Regions from separate parts of the Mus musculus genome. Here region 1 is linked to region 2. Evidence: chromatin contacts called from public HiChIP or PLAC-seq data. All regions are on one chromosome and are shown on one strand. The core of a region is the stretch at or near the end of the contact, and the rest is flanking DNA. Distances in the headings are between cores, read along the strand shown.

Region 1 (4,963 bases), core at 549-3,048, 640 kb after region 2:
ATATATATTTTTTAAAAGATTTATTAATTTTTATGTATATGAGTACACTGTAGCTGTGCAGATGGTTGTGAGCCACCATGTGGTTGCTGGGATTTGAACTCCGGACCTTCGGAAGAGCAGTCGGGAGCTCTTAACCACTGAGCCATCTCTCCAGCCCTAAATTCAGCTTCCTTAACAAACCATCAAATATATAGTTCCTCCATGTTGATTTAAAAAATAATAAGCTGGGCAGTGGTGGTGCGCGCCTTTAATCCCAGCACTTGGGAAGCAGAGACAGGCAGATTTCTGAGTTCCAGGCCAGCCTGGTCTACAGAGTGAGTTCTAGGACAGCCAAGGCTGTACAAAGAAACCCGGACTAGAAAAAAAACCCAAAAACAAGAAAGAAAGGAAGGAAGGAAGGAAAACATAGTAGTGATGTGCTTGCTTAGCTCAGTAGAGGCCCTGGACTCATCCCCAGCACATGATGGGGTCTATAATCACAGCTGCTCCAAAGCCTGACAACTGCTTCAGTCCAGGAGTTTCAAAATAATTCTGTATAAATGGAGACTCTTTCTAAAATTAAAAATGGGCAGGCATGGCAAGCTGCAGTCCCCAGCTAAGTGCTGCTCCACCCTGCGCCAGCCCCACTCACGTGTCACCACAGCTGTGTGTCGGGATCCGCAGCTGGCCATAACTGCATCTGAGCCCAGGGGAAGATCCAGAAGAGCAGGGAAGGGCTGGATGGCTATGAAGTGGGCAGGAGCTCCTGCATCAGCCACAGCTAATTCCTCTTTGAGACCATCTTCATTCAATTCTGTGGCTTTAGAAGGCTTACAGTGTGTTTACTAGTCAGGGGCATGTGAACAGTCCGCATACTGACTTCCAGCTCTATAAAAGACCATTTTCTAGCTCCAGAGCTGGGGCCCAAGCCTTACTCACTCAGTCCTAGAGGCTGTGCAGGGCCAAAATCCCAGGATGATTCTCAGTGTCCAGCACACAGTAAATGAGCAGGGAAGGACATCCTAGAGGGGGACCTTACCTTCCTCTCTCTCTGCTTTGTTCTCTGTCCCACTCCTTGTGGGCAGGGCCAGCTGCCCTGACTCATTCCAGCCCCAGATATAAATATCCCCCGTTTCTGCAAGAGACCAAGAGAATCCATGAAGCACACTGTGGGACCCTTTCACCCACCCCACCTCCTCTAAACATCCCCATTACCTGTTCCTAGGAGCGAGTAAAGGGTACCCTAAAGCACCCGTCCATCAAGGATGCCCATACCAAGTCCCGCTGCTTCCCTGTCTTAGATCCCTGCCCATACACACCCCTTCTCCCCTTCCCCTTTTCCCAAACCTTACCATGTACCTCTCTGGCAGGCCTCAAAATCCCCAACCTTCCTGAATCCTGGCACTACAGGCACGAACTACCATGCCCAGCTTTTCTTTGGCTAACTCCAGGCTGAAGTTCTTTTGTCTCAGCCTTCCCACCAAGATGGACCCAATACACAAAAGCCCTAGGCCACACACTGTGGACCAAGGCACACCTCTCTGCCATCCACCATGGCTACCGGGGCATAGGCAGCCTTCTCCATTCTTCCTGGCTGAGCTGTCTCTTACCATTTCCCCTGCAGAAGTGTGCTGACCTTCGGGAGTATTTTAGATGGATGGGGGTAGTGAAGAGCTCAGTAACAAAGACAGGCAGTAACCAGATGAGTGGAGGTGTAAGAGGGTGGTGGAGTAACAGGCTAAATCTGGAAACACTGAAGACTCAGGGATGACTGAGCTGGACTGAGCGTGGAATGAGGCCTGGGCTAGACCGCCCACAAAAACAGAGCAAGAGGAAGGCGGGGCCAAGCCCTCCAGCTTGTTTGGAGCCGCCCCGAGTCACTCACCACTCAAACACACAGAGTGCCAGCCACCTGCAGCCACCTTAGCCATCCGCAGGCCCTGCAGTGCCTCCAACAGTCTTGGCTCTAGTTCTGCCTCCAGAGTCCCGTGGCCCAGCTGTCCATGCCTGATCAAAGGCGTCCCTAATCAGCTACAGGTCCATCCAAGAGAGCCTCTCCTTGAGCTCCGCCACGTCACAACCAGCCGGTCCTCACCTGCCCGCACCCCAGGAGAACACCTGGCCAGCTGCGCACAACAGCAGCACATGCTCAGCTCCCAGCTCCAGCTGGCGGACCCGCAGCTCTGGGGCCAGAGGCTGGCAGAAGGGTGGTTCTGGGGTCACATAGGCACGGGCGCAGGGTAGCAACGGCAGGGTCCCCATCCTAGACTCCCTGCTGGGTTCATCTTCCCCTTGGCCCTTTGCCCCAGAAACCAAGTTCTGGACCCAGAGGGGCTCCCCCTGTAACGCAGAACCTGGTACCCAGGCCTGCACTTCCGTGCTGGAGCCGCCCTTGTTGCGTAGCAGCACCAGGAGTTCCTCCGAAGCCCACACGTCCCTGCAGCCGTCTGCTGCACCGCTCACAGAACCTGACAATTCCACCCGGCCTCCACCTGTGTGGGCAGAGTTGGGAGGGACGCATGCCATGGACCTGGGAAGCTCGAGGCTGCCCGAGTAAGGGTGTACGGGTGTTGGGTATTTCTGGACTGGCATGTTAGGAGGGTTGGGCAGGTATACATGATACAGGTCTGGAGTTGGGATTGTGAGGGCACTCACGGGTCACCAGGGCAGTGTAGCTCCAGCCTGCGCTCACTTGGCAAATATCATCACTGGCATGCAGTGGTTCAGGACTGTACACTGAATGGTGGCTGTTCCCAGAACCCAGCGCTTGCCCGAAGCCACAGAAACCAAAGCCGAACCAGGCTCCGTGCCGTTTCTCGGCCATGTCCAGGTTGAGCCCTCTGTGGGTGGACACTTGGCTGTGGTGTGGATTAAGGGATGCAAGATTAAGGTTGCAAACCAAGGAGACTCTTGCAAACAGGACACCTTAGGAACGCTGGCAAATCCTGCCTTCCAGGGGGCTGAAGTTGCACTACCTGTAAAATAGAGACAGTATGCCATCCTAATCACCGGGCAAACGGAGTCCATCCCACTACTGTCCACGGAGCAGAGCTTTGGCCAAAGGTCCTACCAGATTTTTGACTGCTGAACTGTCTGCAGCTGACCACTTCTACTTTTGGCTCAAATCCAGCGTACAGCTGTAAGAAATATTAAGTATGTGTCTTTTAAGTCAAACTTGTATTCAAGGCAAGAAAAAAAATTTTTTTTAAGATTTATTATTTGGGGTTGGGGGGTGGGGTGGGGCTGGAGAGACATCTCAGCGGTTAAGAGCACTGACTGTTCTTCCAGAGGTCCTGAGTTCAATTCCCAGCAACCACATGGTGGCTCACAATCAATATGCAATGGGATCCAATGCCCTCTTCTGGTGTCTGAAGACAGTTACAGTGTACTCAAACACATAAAACAAATAAATAGCTTTTTTTTTAAAATGGTTTTAAAAAAAGAAGTGGTTAAAAAAAAAAGGATTTATTATTTTGGACTGGAGAGACGACTCAGTGGTTAAGAACATTGGCTGCTCTTCCAGAGGACCCAGGTTCAATTCCCAGCACCCACAAAGCAGCTCACAGCTGTCTCTAAGTCCCGTTCCAGGGCATCCTACACCCATACACAGACACACATGCAGGCAAAAAAGCATGCACAGAAAATAAAATAATAAAATAAAAGATTTATTTTACAATATGTGTAGAGATGTTTTTCCTGCATGTCTGTCTGTGCACCATGTTTGTGTCTGGTGTTACTAAAGGGCAGAAGAGGGCATCAGACCCTCTGGTACTGGAGTGTGAGCCATCATGTGGGTGCTAGACCTGAACCCAGGTCTTCCGCAAGAACAGCAGTGCCCTTCACCACTAAGCTTCCCCACACCCTTTTAATGTGAGGCAGGGTCTCTCTACACAAGCCCTTGCTGTCCTGGAACTCACTATGTAGAACAGGCTGGCTTCAAACTCACAAAGATCGCCCCATCGCTGCCTTCTGATTGTGGAGATCAAAGGCATGTGCCAGTACTTCTCTAGCTGGCCTGGTGTCTAGATCTTTATCTCCCTGTCCCTTGTAAGACTATTTTGAAAATGTTGCACACACACACACCAGTAAACCCTGTGTTTTCTCAAAGTCCAATGACCAGTGACCCTTTTCTCTTTCCTCCTTAATTTCCATGGACTAAGTCTTACACGACTACCCAATTTGGGGCATGGTATTCCTTATTTTATTATTTTATTTTCTGTGCATGCTTTTTTGCCTGCATGTGTGTCTGTGTATGGGTTTAGGATGCCCTGGAACGGGACTTAGAGACAGCTGTGAGCTACTTTGTGGGTGCAGGTCTTTGTTGTACACTTATCCTGCTCCCATTGGTTGGGGTGTTCAGCTGTAGCAGAGGATGTGCACTGTTCAATATTCATATCTTTTTTTTTCTTTTTGTTTTTTTTTGTTGTTTTTTTTTCTTTTTGTTTTTTTTTTTTCTTTCTTCTCTTTCTTGTTCAATATTCATATCTTAACTTGTCTACCAGGATTAGTTACCCACACACATGTTTCTTTCTGCAAAATAGGATGTCAGTTCTCAGGGAGGTCTTGAGAATTTAAACTCTACTTGGCCCCTACTCAAAATGGAAGTCTTTTTTTGTTTGTTTGTTTCAAGACAGGGTTTCTCTATATAGCCCTAGCTGTCCTGGAACTCACTTTGTAGACCAGGCTGGCCTCAAACTCTAAAATCCTCTGCCGCCCAACTGCTGGGATTAAAGGCGTGCACCACCACTGCCCAGCCAAAATGAAAGTCTTATTCCAAATAGTTCCTTATATTGGCTCAGGTGACTCTCTTACCTTGGGGCCCATCCCAGGGGCAGCTTACACTATAAAAGCTTATACACAGGTGCAGAAAGTGCTGCAGGGTGGTTGTTTCGGGTCCAAGGGTAACTATACAAAGTCGTTCTACTGACTTCTATCGTGATTGGTTTCAAGGGCACAGAACATAACTATATAATCAATCTTAGCA
Region 2 (4,671 bases), core at 1,125-3,624:
AGTGTGGTCCACCACATCTGGCGTTTTAAAATGCTGGTGCTGGAAGCTCAGGTCCCCATAGCTTAACAGAGCCATATTGTTGAGTTTTAAATATTTTTTTACAATATTTTAATTTGTATTTATATGCTCATGTATGCATGTGCATGTTATGGAAGGTCACATGGAGGTCAGAGGACAGCTCATGGGAGCTCATCCTCTCTGTCCACCTTGTGGGTCCTAGAGATCAAACTCAGGTCATTAGGCTTGGCACAGCTGTGGATTATCCCCAGCTGTGGATTATCCTCAGCTGTGGATCCCTTACTAGCCTGTTACTAAGTTTAAAGGGGCTCTGTATATTTTGGATAATGGGCCTTTATCTGATGTCCTTTGTAAATATTTTCTATAAATCTATGGTTTACCTTTTACACTCTTGTCAGTATGTTGGTAGAACATTAGTATTTATTTTATTTTTAGTTGGTTGGATGTTTGGGTTTTATAAAAAAATCATGTGTAGCCCAGGCTAATCTCAAGCCTACTATGTGGCTGAGTCCTGCCTTGCCCACCTATCCCTTTCTCCAGATCACCCAGGTGTCTTTGTTATCTTGTAGCAGTCCGAGACCTTTTCTTCTCATACTGTGACTGACTCACTTGGATTCCTCTGGAGCATACAGGCTGTGTCTGAACCTAACATTCCCATCTGGGTGTTCAGTCATCCTAGCACATGATCTGTTTTGTTTGTTTGTCCATCTTTTATTCATTGTATCACACACCTTTGTTCTTTGTTAAAAGTCAGTCTACTGCTAGGCACTGTGGAACATTTCACGTCATCCCTGACATGTACACACTACATGCTAGAAAGCTCTAGGGTCAGTCACGGCCATCCAGACATAGATTTCTCCTGGAAGACAAAAGTCTCTGTCCCCTTACAGGATACATGGAGTTGATCTGAATATGATAACCACATGTTCTTTTTCACCCCCACAGAATTTAAAACCGAGGAGGAGCTTCTGGCTTACATACATGACAACTACCAAAAGGCTGTGGCTACGGAAGAAATCACATTGTATTCATGTGCACAAAATATGGTCTCAACCATTAAAATGTTCCTAAAATCAAAGGACATCAAGGAATTAGAAGTAAGAAAGTCTAGATAATACTGCCATAAATGTAGTGTTTGATGGTTGGTGGGTTTAGTGCACATCCTTAAAGAATTTCCAGTACACTGCACATGATTGAAAAATGATGACTAGGCTGGAGAGATGGCTCATTGTAAAAGCACTGCTTTCCAGAGGACCCAGGATCAACTCCCAGCTACATGGTGGCTCAAAATCTTTAGTAACCAGTTTCAAGCAATCTGATGCCCTCTTCTGCCCTCTTTGGGCACTGCATGCAAAAGGTACACAGATGTACATGCAGTCAAAACACCTATACATGTAAAATAAAATAAAGATATGTGAATAGTTAAAAAAAGAAAAGTGCTGAGTAGAGGATTGGTACAATTCCAGGTTCTGGAATATGAACCTGATAAACCAGAAGCCAGACATTCAAGTGGACTTCTGTCCAATGACACTGCTCTAATTGGTGTTGTGTGTTTATATGAATTAAACTAGCGGTTTTAACCCTAGCTGCTCTTCAGAATGACTTTGTTGTTGTTGATTTTGTTTATTATTTATGTTTGTTTATTTTTTGTGTATATAAGTATTTTGTCTGCATTTATGTCTGCATATTATATGCACTGAATTCCCTGGAACTGGAGTTACAGACATTTGTTAACTACCATGTGGGTGCTGGGAATCAAACCTGGGTCTTCTGGAAGAGCAGACAGTGCTCTTAATTGCCGAGCCATCTCACCAGCCCTGTTGGTTTTTCTTGTTGCTGTTTTGTTTTTTAAAAGATTTATTTATTTTATTTTATAAGAGTACACTGTAGCTGTCTTCAGACACATGGGAAGAGGGCATTGGATACCATTACAGATGGTTGTAAGCCACCATGTTTTTGCTGGGAATTGAACTCCGGCCTCTGGAAGAATAGTCAGTGCTTTTAACTACTGAACCATCTTTCCAGCCCCCTGTTGTTTTGTTTCGAATGCTAGTGTCTGGTCCTTCCATACTGACAGACTAACTCTAGGTCTCTTTGTTTTGGAAGTTGGGCATATATTTGTTTTAAAAATGTCCTGCATAACTCTAACTTATTGAAAACCACAGTTTTAGAATACCTTATTGCCTTTATTCATATTTAATGGCAAAAGCAGGGCTCTTTCTCTATAGTGGGAGAGCTGTTTACAATTATCACAGCTTTGTGTGGACCTTCTCTTTTAAAAGTAAGTGTATGTAGCAGGGTGTGGTGGCATACTCCTTTAATTCCTGCACTTGGAGGCAGAGGTGAGGGAGGGGCGTGTCTTTGTGAGTTCAAGGCCATCCTGGTCTACATGTTAAGTTCCAGGACATCCAGGATGGGGGGTGGGGGGGAGAGACTGGGGGAGGGAGAGAGGGAGGGAGGGAGAGAGAGACTGTCTCAAGGAAAAAAAAGATCTTTCTTTGTGGTGTGTGTATGTATATATGTATGTATGCATGCACACGTGCATGAGAAGTACTTGCAGACTGCAGAGAGCGTATCTGATCCTCAAGAGCTAGAATTACAAGTGGTTGTGAACCGGCTAACATTGATGCCCACTAGCAATCCTCTGCAAGAGCAAGATCTGCTCTCAACCCTAGCCATTGAGCCATCTGTACAGCCCAAGGAACTTTCCTTTAACAGTTCAAATCTAAAAGCTTGCTGTATCTATTAAAAAAAAAAAAAAAGGACCACATTCTCTTTAAGATATCAAAGGGAAAGGTAGGCAACAGTTTTCTCCTTCATAATTACTTTGTATTGCAGGTGGCCTGCCTGAGTCATGTGAACAGTAACCTCTTAAAAACCAGCAAGACCCTTAGACAGAACCTAGCCGGAAAGATGGATACAGAGGACAAAGTCGGAGAGTAAGAAACCACTTTATTTTCACCCGGACTCTAAAACAGGTCTGAGGTTATCTTTGTCATGATCTTTATGATGTTCTGAGGGGCAGTTGGACTCGCCTGATTTCTTAAGACTCGCACCAGTCTTTAGAGAAAACCCTGGATTCCTTCCCTTTTTTTTTTTTTTTAAGAAAGACTATATTATGGGGCCCAGCTGGCCTCAAACTTGCTCTCTAACTGAGTCTGGCCTTGAATTCCATCTCCTACTCCCACCTCATAAATATTGAGATTTAGATGTGTTTTCACCATTCCCAGTTTATCTAGTTGTGGGAATTAAAAGCAGGGCTGGCGGGCCTCAGGCATTCTAGGCAAGCACTTTACCAACTGAGCTGCATCCCCATTCCCCCTACCTGTGCCCTGCTTGCTTGCTTTCTTTCTTTCTTTCTTTCTTTCTTTCTTTCTTTCTTTCTTTCTTTTGGTTTTTCAAGACAGGGTTTCTCTGTATAGCCCTGGCTGTCCTGGAACTCACTCTGTAGACCAGACTGGCCTCAAACTCAGAAATCCGCCTGCCTCTGCCTCCCGAGGGCTGGGATTAAAGGCGTGTGCCACCACTTCCCGGCTTATTTTTTATTTTTTTCCCTCTCTTTTTCAGTACTGGAGATTGAATCCAGGGCTTTCTATATGTGAGGCATATGCTTTAGCCCTGAGCTACATTTCCAGTTCTTGGGCATTGTTTCTACATGAATCAATAGCTCTTTGCTCTAAGAAAGAGTTTCACTAAATAGCATGCAAAGGAGATGTGACCTGGTACTTTGTTTCCTCCAGGTGCCAGCTTCAGGTATTTCTTCGTCTGGAGATGTGTGAGCAGTGCCCCTCAGTCCTGGACCGCCCAGATGAGGTGGAGCGCATAGTGGAGGAGGTAAGCCATGGCTGCCACCCCGAGCATGCTCTCATTCTCTCAGCTTCCCAGCAGAGCCTGTGGCAACTTTTTGCAATCTCTTTCAGGTGACAGATTTGCTGCGTCTGGTGTGTCTCACTAAGGACTCAGCGTACCTGTCAGAGTTTCTGGAGGAGATCTTGAGATTGTAAGTTCAATGAGTACTGGCTCAGTTTAAAAAAATTTTGTTGTTGTTGCTGTTGTTTGTTTTTGTTTTTTTTTAACAACCACTACACATGGTGTTATCTTAGAATTATAAGGTTAAAAGGGTATTTTTTCATGCTGGTAACTTCAGTTCTATGTCTAACCAATATATTCATTCCACAGGTATATTGGCTCCATCCCCGGGACAATTGGACAACTCTACCACAGCCTGGGGTTAAAAATTCCTCAGAAGCTGGCTGGAGTCCTTCCTACAGGGTTTTTCAGTGATGATTCTATGTCTCAAGAGAGCATGTCACCACCTCCCTCATCAAGTACTCACAGATCAGTGTCGGCCATTACTGAGTCTGAGCAGCTGGAGGAGCTTCGGACCAGATCAGCCAAGAAGAGAAGGTAAGGGGTGAGGCTTCGGAGCAATCACCTGCACTGTGGTTAAGTTCAGGGTGGCAAGTGTGAAGACAGGCTTGCCTTTGCCCATCTCATGTACTAAGTTGGCAGTTGCCCTTAGATCAGAATCAAGCAAAACTCTCTGGAGTTCCCTCCAAGTTGCATCATTCACTGTATAGTTTTTCCTCCAGGAATATGTGGTATTTACTTTGGTTTATAAAACTCTTTACTGTCTATAAGGGTTGTCTAAGA

What was found. HiChIP or PLAC-seq counts read pairs in DNA pulled down with a chosen protein or histone mark.
Region 1: an H3K27ac HiChIP or PLAC-seq map of embryonic stem cells shows a contact between it and region 2, with 4 times the contacts expected there. The contact joins two enhancer-like sites. A contact is called at or near these places in 1 of 39 promoter capture datasets (embryonic stem cells), 26 of 484 Hi-C or Micro-C datasets (the G1E-ER4 cell line, embryonic stem cells, erythroblasts and 5 more), 4 of 115 datasets of contacts at active chromatin or transcription factors (embryonic stem cells and extraembryonic endoderm stem cells) and 1 of 9 other capture datasets (embryonic stem cells).

What each region holds. Positions count from the first base shown.
Region 1 is chr7:80,318,228-80,323,190 of GRCm38.p6, forward strand. Rccd1 (RCC1 domain containing 1) reads right to left here. Exons shown (of 9, transcript NM_173445.4): 2 at 3,050-3,116; 3 at 2,635-2,954; 4 at 2,075-2,471; 5 at 1,865-1,986; 6 at 1,019-1,114; 7 at 632-799. The coding sequence starts at 2,803. Among named protein-coding and RNA genes, the nearest start is that of Rccd1, 3.7 kb to the right of the region's middle. Within about 2 kb of position 1,799, at least 24 of the 459 cell types and tissues checked have an H3K27ac peak or open chromatin away from gene starts, as enhancers often do. A contact at or near this core is called in embryonic stem cells and induced pluripotent stem cells, where this site is marked.
Region 2 is chr7:79,678,052-79,682,722 of GRCm38.p6, forward strand. Ticrr (TOPBP1-interacting checkpoint and replication regulator) reads left to right here. Exons shown (of 22, transcript NM_029835.1): 8 at 964-1,115; 9 at 2,857-2,957; 10 at 3,759-3,852; 11 at 3,939-4,018; 12 at 4,198-4,425. Among named protein-coding and RNA genes, the nearest start is that of Ticrr, 20 kb to the left of the region's middle. Within about 2 kb of position 2,375, at least 3 of the 459 cell types and tissues checked have an H3K27ac peak or open chromatin away from gene starts, as enhancers often do. A contact at or near this core is called in embryonic stem cells and induced pluripotent stem cells, where this site is marked.